Regions from separate parts of the Mus musculus genome. Here regions 1 and 2 are each linked to region 3. A link is a contact called in public ChIA-PET and HiChIP or PLAC-seq data. All regions are on one chromosome and are shown on one strand. Each heading gives the region's core, a stretch centred on a gene start, on an enhancer-like site or on the middle of the called end of the contact. The rest is flanking DNA. Distances are from core to core; before and after follow the strand shown. Region 1 has its middle 68 kb from the start of Gm24382. Region 2 has its middle 41 kb from the start of Gm24382. Region 3 has its middle 92 kb from the start of Mbnl1.

Region 1 (2,700 bases), core at 78-2,577, 210 kb before region 3:
CACTTTGCCCCTTCTTAGAATTGGGAACAAAACACCCATGGAAGGAGTTACCGAGACACAGTTTGGAGCTGAGACGAAAGGATGGACCATCTAGAGACTGTCATATCCGGGGATCCATCCCATAATCAGCTTCCAAATGCTGACACCATTGCATACATTAGCAAGAGTTTGCTGAAAGGACCCAGATATAGCTGTCTCTTGTGAAACTATGCTGGGGCCTAGCAAACATAGATTTGGATGCTCACAGTCAGCTATTGGATGGATCACAGGGCCCCCAATGGAGGAGCTAGAGAAAGTAACCAAGGAGGTAAAGGGGTCTGTAACTCTATAGGTGGAACAACAATATGAACTACCCAGTACCCCTCAGAGATTGTGTCTCTAGCTGCATATGTATCAGAAGATGGCCTAGTTGACCATCAGTGGAAAGAGAGGCCCATTGGTCTTGCAAACTTTATCTGCCTCAGTACAGGGGAAAGCCAGGGCCAAGAAGTGGGAGTGGGTGGGTGGGAGAGTGGGTGGGGGAGCGTGTGGGGGACTTTTGGGATAGCATTGGAAATGTAAATGAAATAAATATGTAATAAAAAATAAATTAATTAAAAAATAGTTTGGAGCTTATATGTCATGAAACAACTGGGCTATATTTTAGTTTAGTCATCTGGTTGACCCGCCTCTTACATAAATGGTTATGTCAATTCATTTAAAGAATTCCAATACTAGTAAAATGTTTATGGTTTTTTCTTTGTGTGTGTGTGTGTGCGAGAGAGAGAGAGAGATGGGTGGGGGAGACACAAAGGAAGAACTACCTAGTGCTATGGCATGACAAAGAGTTCAAATAAGTATTTAAGAAGATCACCTCTTCAAGTTCTGCAGCTCTCATGGGATGAGCTACAGCTTGCAATGAGGATGGTGGAGCAGGTAAAAGGCACAGAAGTGAATGGAGCCATGATAGAATCTTCTTTTGTCTGGAGTGTATCAGATTGCTTATATTGAGGAGGACACCGTCATCAGGTTCTGGAAAAATAGTAATACTCACTGAACTCCAAATCTGCCTTCAACTATGGGTCTGAAATAACATTGGCCCAGTAGACCATACAGAATACAGTTTTCTGAAGTTATCCATGTCCTAATCTTTGAAATTTCTGAATTTTATTTTACATGGCATGGGGATATTGAGGTTATCATCAAGTTAAAGCTTCTATCCAATGTAACTGTTTAATTACTAAAATGTGGAGAACCTTTCTGCAGTTTGATGAGTCAGATAAACTGTAGGATCTGTGATGCAGTGAGGCTGCCTGCAAAGAAAAATGAAATTATGAGTCATGGATTGTGGCAGCTTCTACGTGCTGAGAATAGCCAGGGCAAGTACTCCTGGAATTTTAGGAAAGAGCACAGCCTTCTAGTTTATGTTATTCTATACGCTGAATTTGCATTAAGCTACCAACTCGTAACCATTTTTCACAACATTGCAGAGTGTTGAGTCATGTACACCCCCAAAACATATGTCAACCTCCAAGTTTACAGAATGTTTATAAATTATAAATATTATTAGCATTTCTACTGATAATATATCTAAGAATTATTGCAGTAGTTTCTATTATGTTTATATGTATGTATATACATATATAGACTTCCTGTGTGTAGTAGTAGTAGTAATAGTAGTAGTAGTAGTAGTAGTAGTAGTAGTAGTAGTAGTGGTAATAGGAGGAGGAGGAGGAGGAAGAGGAGGAGGAGGAGGAGGAGGAAGAGGAAGAGGAGGAGAAAGAGGAGGAGGAGGAGGAGGAAGAGGAGGAGGAGAAGGAGGAGGAGGAGGAGGAGAAGGAGGAGGAGAAGGAGGAGTCCGATGGATCAGTGATTCTCTCCCAATCTGGGTAAGAGTCTATACAATAAAATAAATTTAGTGTAGTCTAGAAAAGAGGAACTGACCATTGGGAAGCATAATTTTATTTCTTTACTCTCAGGGTCTCCAGCCCAATCTGAGAATAAACTTGACCTTAAATCAAATAGTAAGAGAACTACAAATAGGCTTTTTACACATACTTGGTGAGCCCAACATGAAAATGAAGACTGAGAATCCATATGCCCATTAATATACTATGTTAAGCAAAGAGAATAAGCTTCATAAAAATATTTAAAATATCTAGCAACAGTAAAGAAAGATAAATCATTTTAATAGACTCTCTGTGTAGACTTTTCTTCATGTTTACTCTCCATCATGGGTAGGCATCTGTGACTGCTATTCCTAGTTGTCAACTTGATTATATCTAGAATGAACTCCAGAACTGGAGGGTCTACCTGTGATCCAGATCTTGAGGAATGGAAGACAAGTTTCTGACATGGATCTTGTTATGGAGATCTTGAGGCATAGTGGCCATGAAAATCTTAGGCCCATGCAAGGTAGTACACACCTTCAAGTCTAGGAGACTGAGGTAAGCAGATCTCTGAATTCAAGATCAACCTGGAACAAAGCAAGTTTTAGATCCAGGTGTGGTGCTGCACACACCTTAATCTGCTCCACACCTGCTGGAAGCCTACATAAGGACATTGAAAGAAGAAGTAGTCACTCTTTGATTGCCTATACTTTCTTGTCAGCACATCTGTCAGAACCTTCTTCTACAGAAGACCAACTCAAACAACTAACCACATGGGACTGAGCAACTACTTGATCCTTTGTCTTTTTATTCACAACTGCCCATTGTTGGG
Region 2 (2,733 bases), core at 59-2,558, 240 kb before region 3:
CCTCATAGAGGCACGGGGGAGGGGGGAAGGGATGGGATAGGGGGCTTCTTGGAGGGGAAAGGTGATAACATTTGAAATGTAAATAAAGAAAATATCCAATAAAAGAAAAAAAAGAACTGAAACATAAAAAAGAAAGGTAAACTGTGACACTCCTTGTGACATATAACAGTTTCAATAGGGAAATTTACTTAGTTTAGTTTAGGTTTGTTTAGGAGGGAGGATTCCATGGTGGAGGGCAGGTATGGAAAGGGAGGGCAGAGGAGTAGGACTTCACAAAAACAAACAAACCAATACTATAAGTTCAAAAAATCAAAAGCGTATAGCACTGCAGGTCCTTCATGTTTTCCAAAAGCTTGCGTCATGCAGAGCTGATTGGTCCATGGATTCCAGCACACTTTGTTCTGATTTCACAGTGTGGTTCTGCAATAGTTGTCATGATGGTTAAAAATAAACTACCAGCTCATATAGGAAGCATAGAGATCTTGTAATACAGGGATTTTTTTTAAAATCAGATTAAGAACTGAGGTCTAATCAGGCGAAGTCCCTGGAGAGAGTTGAAGGAAATAGGTCTAGGACTAGGTCCTAGGGGAAAGAAGGAAGATTGATTTCTACAAGTTACATTCCTTTTCCTGGACTCTGCTCTTCCCTTGAATACAGTGTTTCCCATGCTCAGTTCTCATGGAAAAACATTGCCAAAAATTAAAGCTAAATTTTTAAAAGAGGCTGGCTAGGCTTCCTTTTTTTTTTTTTTTTTTTTTTTTTTTTATCAATGACAACTGACTAAGCACATAACAAGAGACAGAAGATGCAATGTCCAAATAGAAGGAAAAATCAGCAAATCCTTTACAAAGATGCAAAGATTCTCCTACAGTTACATTCAATGCCTAGTGTCATAGACTGCTCAAAACAACAGCAGTGCACACTCCAGGGAAGCATGCAGATTTATGCTAAACAATGTGCTTCATTTTCCTTCTTCATCTGTCCCCGTACTTGCTCACATTCTTGCTTGCCAACAAAGACAACTAATTAGAGTGAGTTAAGGAACTCAGAACACAGCCTTCAAAGTATTTAATCTTTCCAGATAAAAGAAAATACAACTATGCTAAATTTTACTATCCCTTCATAGAAAGCACTTAAAAGTTTTTGTTTAGTTGTCTTGTTTTAAAATCATCTCTGTCAAAGGTAGAGTTATTTCTACATTTAACGTTCTTAGGTTCAAACATTTGACAAGCACTGCACCATCTACCAAGGTATCAGCATTTCAATTAACAAAGGCTGCAAGAGTCTATGTTGACACAGGACAAAGAGCAGATAGACTATCTAGTTAATCAACTACCCAGTAATCTCTACAAACAAGTGTGTTGCACCTGCTTTAACATTTATCCTCCAAGGAACACAGAAATAACAGGAAATGTAACAAATCTTTTAGCAAGCTTTCTCTCCTCTTCCCTATTCCTCTGTAAACTACTAAGGCTCTTCAAGGCCTCTTCCTGCTCAGCCATCCTCAGGTCTGACATTCCCTCACCATATCCCATTCTTAGCTCTTGTATTTAAAGTCTATTTTTATCCCTTCTCTGTTGTCCATCTTCAGTGGTCTTCACATATCTCAGGGCAGCTCACTCATTGAGTTTCAGTTCCAGTTTCAAGGTTTGTGTGTGTGTGTGTGTGTGTGTGTGTGTGTGTGTGTGTGTGTGTGTGTGAGAGAGAGAGAGAGAGAGAGAGAGACTGTGTTCACTTCTCAAGGAATTCACATCAGTAGTATCCACTGTCTTCTTGTGTTTCTCCACTTAAATTTCCTTTAGGTGACATTTTGTTGTTGTTATGGCTAAAGAGAATGAAGTCAAGGTTAGAAGGATTGGTCGCAAGAATCAGTAACTACAGGGCCACCAATGGAGCAAAGGTTTATAGGGAAGATGTCTGGTACTTTTAAAATTTTTATGAAGGAAGAGTCGGAATAAGATATTAAATTTGTCTTAGCAAACACAGGTTCTTTTCCTTCAGCGTTAGACTGTTATTTAACCTCTTTCTCATTCATTGGCTTCCTCTCCGGTGCTGTAATTTTCTCTCATTATTTACATAGGATGACTGCATATTTACTCTAGATGGGAAAGAAAATATATATTGAAAGACCTTTGTCATTGAACTAGCAACGAGGCTTTAATCTACTAAGAATAGTCTTTTAGTGCCCTAAATCTTTTTATCTTTCTGTGAATTACCACTTGGTGTGCCAAGGCCAAACATCAAAGGGGCCACAGACTTACCCAACAGTTAAGTGGGCTAGCTGCTTTGGGTGTTTCTGCTAATTGGTTGATAAAAGCCTCTCCAGAGCCAGAACTTCTGAGTGATCAGATGATAGAAGGCAGTGTGTACAGGAAGTCTCAGAAATTCCCATCCCCCTGCCCTTCCCCCACACCACTGTGCTGCTGTTGCCTCTGAAGCTGGACTGGAATGATGTGTGTCCCATGATTTCACATATTTGGCAGCACCTTGACAGGGTTGGCTTGCCTGCCTGCTTGCTTGTTTTGCTAAAGTTTGCTCTTCAGGATAAAACCTCACAAAGATCAATTTATGAGGGCTGAGAAGATTTATGTCCCTGGGTTCAGAAAATTGTTACCCGATCTGTATCATCCCTTCTGAAGATGCTAAAAAGAAAAGCTTTTTCCATGAGGACCAGTGCCTGTCCAAGCAGCTACCCTTCTTATTCATTCTTTATTGAACTTGCTTTGTGCCTTG
Region 3 (2,757 bases), core at 175-2,674:
GTGAAATTAGTTTTAATATTCATAATTACTTACACAGATTGCTGATTATAAAAAAAGTGTAGCCACTTATTTGGAAAAGAAAAATAAGAAAATAAATCTCCAAATCCTATAAGTCATGTAATATATATATATATATATATGTGTGTGTGTGTGTGTGTGTGTGTGTGTGTGTGTGTGTGTGTGTGACTTGTATGCTTAAAAATGTTTTCTAAATGTTTGTTTCACTTCAAGTCATATGATGTAATTTTTCCTTTGCCATTAGAAAATAGCAACATAGCAGTCAACGGTTACACAATATTTCATCATACACCTATGCCTCCTTCTTTTACGTGTTTATAATCCCCCTAGGGAAAGAACCACATGCATCTATTTCAGTTGCCATTACTAGAAAAACAGGACTAATGAGAGAAGACCTGATTGCAAAACAGATACTTCTCAACCTAGAAACTGGGGAAAGGCACAGCCAGTGTATAGCTGAGGGCTTTCAGTGGGGGAATCACTTAAAGTGGCCAAACTGTGATCTGCTCTGACACAGAGACTGGATTCAGTTACATGCTGTTGATTGCTACTATAGAAATATTCAATGACAATGACATGCCATTTTATCTTTATAGAAATAGCACTCACTTTCTCTCTTCCTCTCTCTTCTTAGATATTTTTACAGGTATGAGTTTTTTGCTTTCAGTGTGTGCACCATGTGAATACAGTGCCTACTATGGACATCAGAAGAGGACATCAGATCACCTGACACTGGAGTTACAGAGCCATTTGTGAACTGGCACGTGGATGTTAGCAACCAATCCCAGGTCCTAGGCAAGAGCAACAAGTGTTCTTAACCAATGAACCATCCCTTCAACCCAGAAACCATTTTCTAGAAATATTTTAAGCCAATTTAGGAATAAAAGAAACTTTCATGTCTTTATATTTCTATGATAAAGGAGGTATTTTTTTTCAGGAGGAAAATATTGCTTCTGATCTAAAGTGGAATACACATTGACAGAAGCTTTCCTTACCATTGAAAGTAAACATATTTAACTATATTTTATTGCTTCATGAAACAAATCTCTCTCTCAAGTCTCTACTCACAGGCAGCTCATGATTGCAGTCATATTTGCTTTTTGTGAACTTCACTCACCTAACCAGCAAACAGAAGCTCTTGTCATCCCTGAAACTGTCTATTTCTGTGTTAAAGAACATTACTTATGTAACGTCTGAAGAAAGGTAACCAGAAAGGTAACGTGATAATCCTGTAAATGAACACAGCATTGGCTGATTGCCCTTGTCCCTCCCCTTCAGTGGATCTTTGGATGTATGATCAGAGCAGGAACAGAGAGGTCCCAGCTGACCCCTCCTGATCCAGTTCTAAGTGGCACGACTCTGCTCTCCGTGCTTATCTTAAAGATCACTTTGTTGTCTTCATGAAAAGTCCACACACATGTCTGAGGCCATAGTGCTCTGCTTTGTTGATAGAATGTCTGGCATGAGCCACAGACGTCTTGGAGCAGCAACTGTTTTTAGTGGCAAGCTACCAGGACTCTAGAAAAAAAAAAAAAAAAAAAAAAACCTTTGCATTTTTCCAAGCAGCGGCTGCATGCCTTCCAAGCCTCTGTTCATGTCTGCCTTTAGAAGAAGCTGAAAGTACCTCTCTCAGTGACAAAAAGAAAATAACTTCTCTTTTCTGCTTCAAAATTATTTGATATAAATAAGATGTGTCGACTGCCTCTACTTTCGTTTTCACTCCACCCGACTCAGTCCTTCCTGTCTCTGCCAAACTAGGAGACTTTCCCTGGGTGTTCTTAAAAGGTCATCTCATTTCAGAAGAAAAACAAAAGAAATAGGGATAAAGCACACTTCTTTTTTCTTTCCTATTTTCAAGTAACTTTGTGAGAAAGAACCAAAATATGTATAGACCTGATTGCAAATTCCCTGCAGTTAAAATATAAGCTACTTAACACTAACTGTAATGTTGCCTGCCTCACAAATGCCTTCTCTGCTGTCCAGGACCTTGAAGAAAGCCATAAAAGGGAAGGAATATAATTTTGTTTGTTGGCACTTACTGAAAAGCTAAAATAGAATAGTAACAGCAATCCCTTTTGCCAGCTCCCCACCAAAGAAGTTGTGAGATCACAAGTTACAGGGGCAGTGCAGGGCCCATGTTCTCAGCTGTGTTCCAGAGCAGCTGACAGGATCAGTTCACCAATATCAATCTAAAGCAACACAGAGCACTTGAGGATATCTAAGATGATTTACAGAATGCACAGCTGTATACATGGATGTAGTGCATTTTTAAAATGTAGCTTTAATTGGAAACATGATAGTCCTTTTTCACTTCTTGGTAAGAAATGGGATTTTTTTATGTTAATTATCAAGTATGGAAATACCAGATTTGTAATCATGCATTTTGTTTTCTGGTTAATGAACTACAAAGACAATATATAATTTATAATTTATTTTTAAAAACTCCAAAATCTTTAAGAAAAGTTGAGATGCTCAGACACTGGCTAAATCATGACAATAATAAATGACTGTTATCCTGCAAAGTTATTGCTCTTTGTAAATGGGACTCACTGAGTGTCTGGAGAGCAGTTTAGTCCTTCGAAGCCCAGTAGTTTATATAGTGAGACTGTACATATGTTTTAAGTTTCTTATATTTCCAATTAGGTAAATTATTTAGAGTTTTGACCCAAGTAAGAAAAGTTGAAAAAGAATACCACTGTGTCCAAACTATAAAAATTAGTAATGGCTATGGGAAGTTTT

Evidence for each region. HiChIP or PLAC-seq counts read pairs in DNA pulled down with a chosen protein or histone mark. ChIA-PET counts read pairs in DNA pulled down with a chosen protein or histone mark.
Region 1: a CTCF HiChIP or PLAC-seq map of the NIH/3T3 cell line shows a contact between it and region 3, with 10 read pairs. The contact joins two enhancer-like sites. A contact is called at or near these places in 1 of 15 datasets of contacts at CTCF or cohesin (the NIH/3T3 cell line) and 1 of 484 Hi-C or Micro-C datasets (nephron progenitors).
Region 2: an H3K27ac ChIA-PET map of liver shows a contact between it and region 3, with 4 times the contacts expected there. The contact joins two enhancer-like sites. A contact is called at or near these places in 5 of 484 Hi-C or Micro-C datasets (liver and pancreatic cancer cells) and 2 of 115 datasets of contacts at active chromatin or transcription factors (heart atrium and liver).

Annotation. Positions count from the first base shown.
Region 1 is chr3:60,194,889-60,197,588 of GRCm38.p6, forward strand. No RefSeq gene overlaps it. Among named protein-coding and RNA genes, the nearest start is that of Gm24382, 68 kb to the left of the region's middle. Within about 2 kb of position 1,328, at least 11 of the 459 cell types and tissues checked have an H3K27ac peak or open chromatin away from gene starts, as enhancers often do. A contact at or near this core is called in the NIH/3T3 cell line, where this site is marked.
Region 2 is chr3:60,167,408-60,170,140 of GRCm38.p6, forward strand. No RefSeq gene overlaps it. Among named protein-coding and RNA genes, the nearest start is that of Gm24382, 41 kb to the left of the region's middle. Within about 2 kb of position 1,309, at least 38 of the 459 cell types and tissues checked have an H3K27ac peak or open chromatin away from gene starts, as enhancers often do. A contact at or near this core is called in liver, where this site is marked.
Region 3 is chr3:60,407,312-60,410,068 of GRCm38.p6, forward strand. No RefSeq gene overlaps it. Among named protein-coding and RNA genes, the nearest start is that of Mbnl1, 92 kb to the right of the region's middle. Within about 2 kb of position 1,425, at least 225 of the 459 cell types and tissues checked have an H3K27ac peak or open chromatin away from gene starts, as enhancers often do. A contact at or near this core is called in the NIH/3T3 cell line and liver, where this site is marked.